Regions from separate parts of the Urocitellus parryii genome. Here region 2 is linked to region 1. The links are chromatin contacts, called in public Hi-C maps. All regions are on one chromosome and are shown on one strand. The core of a region is the stretch at or near the end of the contact, and the rest is flanking DNA. Distances in the headings are between cores, read along the strand shown. Region 1 holds the start of Rpusd2 (RNA pseudouridine synthase domain containing 2). Region 2 holds the start of Vps18 (VPS18 core subunit of CORVET and HOPS complexes).

Region 1 (3,433 bases), core at 700-3,199:
ATGGAGGAAGGCTTGTCTACAACCACCACATCTTCATTTTCAGCTAGCAGGCGAACAGGCTCTGCGGTGACTGGTGGCTCATGCCTGTGCACTGTGTTCCGCAAGAAATCATTATCCTGTCAAAAACACAGGTAACCTGTCAGCTTGGAACCAGCTGCCTGTCATCAGTCAACATCACACCTCATTCTCCTTTTTTCCTTATTGACATAGAAGGGTCACAGTATATGCTTAAGCAGAAAAAGAAAAGTGTATAGTATTATCTCATTTTGTAAAAATACATACACACACAGAGATAGCAGGCATTGAAAAAGTATGCAAAAAGTTAATGATTATCTCTAAGAGGTGAGATTACAGATGTCTTGGTTTTGCTTATTTGTTTATTCTCTACCTTAAAGTTACATTATAAAAGCAATTTTTTAAGTGAAGTTAAAACCTCCTTGAATCATCACTTCTTGTGACCTTGAACCAACAATATCAAGTTGTTAAATCCACAGATATGGGATCTACACTTGGATTTGCCATAGGCTCTCTACAAGTTCTTGGAGAAGTCAATTTCTCTAGAACTCAGTTTCCTTATCTGTAAAATATGAGGGTTAGACCAGAACTATACTTTTCATAATTGGGACAGGAGAGGAAATCCCTAAGTTTTGAAATTGCCTTGTGTTACTATCAGAGGTGTCTGGTACCTCTTGATGTGACAGAATTTTAAAGGGGTCAAAGCACCTGTATAGACAATTCTGGTCTCTATCCCTGACATCCCACAATGTATTACATGTCAGGCTCTATGATAAATAGTTTAAACAGTAGCTATGAGAACACAAACTTTGGAAGTGGCCCTGTTCCTCAGTTTTCTTAAAAACAAAATGGGGTGGCAATACCTACTGCACAAAGCTGAGATTAGAATTCAATGTTGTATTACGTAAAATGCTTAACTTTGTGCCCAACACCCAGGAGACATAAATGATAGCCTCTATTATCACTATTTGTACAGAGACCTAAGATGCAGGGTAGAAAGTGGGTAGTGCCCTTGCCACAAGACAACATACAAAAAGGAACTATGATAATTCCAACTTATGTTCCTTAGAAACAAGGAAGCCACCTTGATGGGGAGGATAAACAGGTTGAGTTCTGAAGCATAAACAGGCTATCTACTTGGGGAGACAGGAAGCAGAGACTAAAAAGGAGTGTTCCAAGTGAAAAGGAAAACGCTTCTGAATTACCATAATTTAACTCCCACACCTATATACCAAGTCTGAAAAACAAAACCCAAAATCCTGATCCTTTCCTCTCCCGCCTTCTAGCCAGCCCCATCAGGACTGCACCTTGAGCACAATGCTGAGGTTCTGTACTGGCTCCTCGTTGAGATGCAGGCGGCCTGCCCGGATCGCGGCTTCATAGTAGGCGAGCGGCTGGGCTCGGAACTCGGTGCTGAAGACATGCATCAAGCTGTGACCCACCCAGCGGCCTTTGCAGTAGGTTCGAAAGTCAAAGTAATAGGGCCGCACCTTGCGCAGGCCGCCTTCGAAGTAGTAGCTGGTCTCTGCAAAGTGCTCATCGCTGAAGCTGACCCCAGTCCGCCGTTTCTTTGGGGGCGGCACTACGCGCTCCCGAGTTGCGCCCCGCCGCTTCTTCCGCTTGCCTGGATCTGGGGCTAGGGCCGAAGGTTCCTCTCTGTCTCCTGGAGTCTGCTCCACGATCCCCGCGGCTGGCTCCACTACTGGGCCCCCGGGCTCTGGGCGCCCTGGAAGCGGCTCAACCCTAGCGTCGCTACCAGCGTCTCCGTTTTGCTGAGTCGGAGCCCTCAGCCCGTCTGCTGCCTCAGCTCGGGTGGACAGTGTTCCCGCCATCGGACCCCTATAGCTACCCCAGGTCCAAGCTAGGCTGAGGGGCCGGAGGTCAAAGCGCCACTGCACCACAAGCCCGAGCCACCCGCGGCGGTCCAGCCACATAACCCCTCAGCCACCGCTCGGGTGTCGCTGTCTGAAGACGTCACTCGGCATCAGCCAATCAGAGAGGCCCAGTGCCGAGGCGGGGTCTGCGATTGAGTGAGTTAATTCAACAAATTGAATTAAGTTGGAAGAGTTGACCGAAGTGGTGAATTGTGAGGTTGCGAGAATGTCTTACCAAAAACGGTCATAACTTCTTCGACGAGGGAAATCTGGCGTTATTTCATAAAGAAAATATTTGGGATTGCTCTGTATAAAAGCCGTCGCAGGAGTCGTTCGTGTACGTTGAGTGTAGACGACTGCTCAAAATTCCTTAGATCTGGAGAAACGCTTGAAAGGAGCTTGATTTGAAATAAAAACCAAACAAAAAGTATCACCAGAATGAAGACTGCCAACTTCTGTGAATATACTAAAAATCATATATACCTTAAGATGATTGAATATTATAATATGTGACATATCTCAATAAATTCCTCCCTCAAAACACATACAAATGTCTTTCACACTTGTCCGTCTTTCTGACAGCATGAGAAAGACTCAGAATTTCCCACTTGCCTCCAATATGCTCCCATACTGATCCACTTGCCCATTAAAGCTGCAAGTGGTAGCTCTTAAGGTTCGTTACCTGGAACGCATCACCATTCTTCGGGGGAATCACGAGAGCAGGCAGATTACACAAGTTTATGGTTTCTATGATGAGTGTTTAAGAAAATATGGGAATGCAAATGTTTGGAAATATTACAGCTCTTTTTTACTATCTTCCTCTCACTGCCTTGATGGATGGGCAGATCTTCTGTCTACATGGTGACCTCTCACCATCCATAGACACACTGGATCATATCAGAGCATTTGATCGTCTACAAGAAGTTCCCCATGAGGGTCCAATGTGTGACTTGCTGTGGTCAGATCCAAATGATCGTGGTAGTTGGGGTATATCTCCTTGAGGAGCTGGTTACACATTTGGACAAGATATTTCTGAGACATTTAATCATGCCAATGGCCTCACCTTAGTGTCTAGAGCTCACCAGCTGGTGATGGAGGGATATAACTGGCCATGATTGGAATGTAGTAACAATTTTCAGTGCTCCAAACTATTGTTATCATTGCGGTAAACCAAGCTGCAATCATGGAACTTGATGATACTCTAAAATATTCTTTCTTGCAGTTTGATTCAGTACCTCGTAGAGGCGAACCACATGTTACTAGTCATACCCCAGACTACTTCCTGTAATGAAATTTTAAACTTGTACAGTATTGCCATGAACCATATATTGACCTAATGGAAACTGGAAGAGCAACAGTAACTCCAAAGTGTCAAAAATAGTTAACATTCAAAAAACTTGTTTTCACATGGACCAAAAGATGTGCCATATACAATTACAAAGCCTCTTGTTATCAACAGTCGTGACCACTTTAGAATGCACCAGTTCATTGCATGCTGAAGCAACACCGCTGGTCAAGAAACCAGTTTCTGGCATAGCACTATT
Region 2 (3,433 bases), core at 510-3,009, 260 kb before region 1:
ATCCTTGCCCAGGCTCATGCAGAGCTGATTGCAGGAGACCACAAGACTGGTGATACGCTCAGAAGGAGTAAAGTCAATGCGCTGCTTTGTGAAGATGGGCACTTCCTTCTCCAGCTGGGCATTCACATACCCTACAGGCAAGAAGTTTAGAAAACACTAGTTATGGGGCTGGGGATGTGGCTCAAGTGGTAGTGCGCTCGCCTGGCATGCGTGCGGCCCGGGTTCGATGTTAAGCACCACATACAAACAAAGATGTTGTGTCTGCCAAAAACTAAAATGTAAATAAAATACTTTAAAAAAATCTCTATTTAGACTTTATAAAAAAAAAAAAAAAGAAAACACTAGTTATGGAAGAGACAGGCAACAAAACCAAACAAAAAACCCCAAGAAACAACAGTGCTACATGAAATTCTCCCAGTAGTTCCTCCCCATCCACACTTTGTTTAACAAATAGTTTGAGATCAAGTCGTTTGTTGTAAGGGTCTTGGCCTCTTCTCACACTTCTGACAGCAGGGAATGGTTGATTCTTGATCACCTGAGATGCTATTACAGCAGGATGTACCTAGTTCCAGTGGTAATGGGAGGAGAGGAGGGTGTGAGTCTTACAGGGAGTTGATTTGAGCATTCTCTTTTATCAGTCTTTGGTCCCACAACCCCTGTTTAGCTTAATCCCAACTTCATTATCTATCTCCTCCCTGAACATGCAGTAGTGAAAAAACAGTGAGTTTTCAGAAGCCTGAAGGCAGAGGGAGCCCTGGGGAACCGCTCCAATCATTGGTGTTAACAAAACTGCAGCAGCTTTCTCACTAGACAATTGCTCAAAATGTGACCAGCTCTCTGCCAACTCTGCACTACTTTCTACAAAAATTTCCCCGAACACAGCTCTAGCTAAGGCCAAGAATATCTCATCTCCATTTCTCCCAGATCAGTGACAAATTCTCTTTAGGACCATCCCTCCTTCTACAACATTCCTTTTCCACAAATTTCATTATCCTATTCTCACTCGGGTATGGTGGGAAAGCAGAAAAATCAGGTATCAGGAAAAAACTGTATTCTATTTTCGATTCTCCCAACAGCTCAACTGCGGCCCTGTAGGCAAGTATTTCCTTAACTGAGCCCCACTTCCCTCTTTAGAAAGGACCCTAGTGGCAGGCCCTAGATCATGCGGCTGCTCTTATGGCTCTTTCAAACTTCCACCATTCGCCAGCTGGGAGCCAAGAGAGCTGGAGGAAAATAAGGAGTCGCAAAATTCAAGTTCCGGAGGTGATTCCGAGTTTTTGGAGCCGCCCTTCCCGCTCATGCCCCAAAGGTGCCAAAAGGGGGCATCGGCGCCCCTTTCTTTCTTACCCGAGTGGGGGATTGCCACATTAGGGCAGCCGGGTTGCAAGACAGCGGAGCGCGACAGCGAGTCCTCATACTCATCCAGGATGGACGCCATGGTGTTCGACCTCTGGGTCCTTCGTCCGGGGCGCGGAGATCACGACTGGGCTGCCCCCAGGGATCCCCGTCGCCCCGGACTGGAAGCTGCGACTCCCCAGCCTCTGACAGATCCTGGGAACCAGCCACCGCGGCCTCCTTGGACGTTCTCGCTCTCGCTTTATAGAGAAAGAAGGTGGGAGAGTCCTTCCCCTTGAATCTGGAGCAATCTTGCACCCCACTCGGCCCCCAAGTGAACCCAAACTCCTCTTAGCCGATCCCCCCAACCTCGCCCGGCAGCTCAGCTGACTCCCGCTCCCCTGGCGCACGCCTATGGCGTAACTTCCGGGTTCTCAGAGCCCCGCGTTTGCGGGAGCAGTCAGCCGCCGGGCCTCCACCCGCAGGCGCCGCAGGGGCTGCGAGGGCGGGGTGGGGCCAAGGCGGGTGCGCCCCTAGTGGCCCGAGCGCCGCCGGCTGGTGGGCGTGCCCTGCCTACCAAGCCCCCCCCGCCAGGCCCTGCTGCAGTTCCGGGTCTCGACACCAGGGGGAAGTCCCGGCTTTCTCAGCCTCTTTCCTGACGCTCCCCGCGCAGTCCAGCCTCAGTGTAGCGGTTTCGCAGCTCTCAAGGCCAGGCTTCCCCTTCTCAGATGGTCTGCTCAGCCTCTCCAACAGCCCGCTGCCTAGATACCCTCCCTAGGACCTCCTGTTCCTTAATCTAATATTATTTTTGTCTACCTTCACACGACACAGGCAAAGCCAGGCGAAGTGGCGGTGATCCCAGGTAGTTGGGAGACTGAGACGGGGGTGGGGGGGTGATAGGGTAGCAAGTTTGAGGCCAGTCTAGTCTTGGCAAGTTTAAGTAGCAACTTAGCAAGACCTGTCTTGGTAGCTGCGGTGGACCAATAAATAGATCATTAATATTAGAAGTGATTGAGATCACTTATGCATAAGGTCACTGGATCCACAAATGAGCATCCCTCTGTGCCAGGTTCTGGGGACATGGCAGAGAGAACAAAACCAACCAAGGTCTCTGGCCTCATGGTGCGCGGCCATCGACGTGGCCACCGGACTGTGGGAACACGGAGGAGCAAGGAACATATACCCAAAAAGCCTAGCAGGAATGAAGGACAAATGGAGGTGGTGGAAAAGGTGAGAGCCACTAGCCAAAGTCAGAGAAGTAATCCTAAGGCCCAGAAATTTGAGGGGTTGGACCAGGTGTGTCGGTGCACATGTGCAATCCAAGATGCTGGGTAGACTGAGGCAGAGGATGGGGAGTTAAAAGCCAGCCTCAGCAACTTAGTGAGGCCCTAAGCAATTTAGCAAGACCCTGTTTCTAAATAAAATATTAAAAAGGACTGGGGATGTGGTTCAGTGGTTAAGCACCCCTGGGTTCAATCCCTGGTACCAAAAAAAAAAAAAAAAAAAAAAAAGTTTGAGGGCTCAAGTGCCACTACATTTGGGTTTCTGTTTTCCATCTGCCTAGGTGACCCAGATGAAATCTGTCTCCTTCTGGGGCCCCCTTGCTAAAGTGAAAGGCTTTCAGCCAGGGTCACAGCTGCCCTCACTTTTGCAGGTAACCCCATCCTAAAAATGAAAAGTGCCCTTTCACTCTCAAAGGCATGCAGGTTTGCACTATACCTTCCATTTTTTTTAAAGAGAGAGAGAGAATTTTTTAATATTTATTTTTCAGTTCTTGGCAGACACAACATCTTTGTTTGTATGTGGTGCTGAGGATTGAACCCGGGCCGCACGCATGCCAGATGAGTGTGCTACCACTTGAGCCACATCCCCAGCCCCTATACCTTACATTCTTGCTGAACTTTCCAGCCAGAACTGTGACACCCCTGCAACTCCTACTGAGGGCTATCAGAGCCTGGCAATGTACTGGCTCTGGAGGGATTAAAAGGACAAACTGTCTAGGATGCTTCCCACTATACCAGGGTCCTACTTTTCCTGCCCAAACCTGCAGTTGTGACACCACTTTCCAGAAGGAGGCCCCAGATTGGAGGAGGGAGGT

Evidence for each region. A called contact is a pair of places that touch in the nucleus more often than the background predicts.
Region 2: a contact with region 1 is called in a Hi-C map of liver, with 6 times the contacts expected there. The contact joins the promoter of Vps18 here to the promoter of Rpusd2 in region 1. A contact is called at or near these places in 2 of 2 Hi-C or Micro-C datasets (liver and muscle).

What each region holds. Positions count from the first base shown.
Region 1 is chr6:88,049,754-88,053,186 of mUroPar1.hap1, reverse strand. Rpusd2 (RNA pseudouridine synthase domain containing 2) reads right to left here and starts at 1,949. Exons shown (of 3, transcript XM_026391151.2): 1 at 1,323-1,949; 2 at 1-116. The coding sequence starts at 1,949. It also overlaps the pseudogene LOC113183818.
Region 2 is chr6:88,307,331-88,310,763 of mUroPar1.hap1, reverse strand. It overlaps Vps18 (VPS18 core subunit of CORVET and HOPS complexes), which reads right to left and starts at 1,759. Exons shown (of 5, transcript XM_026391808.2): 1 at 1,348-1,759; 2 at 1-131. The coding sequence starts at 1,438.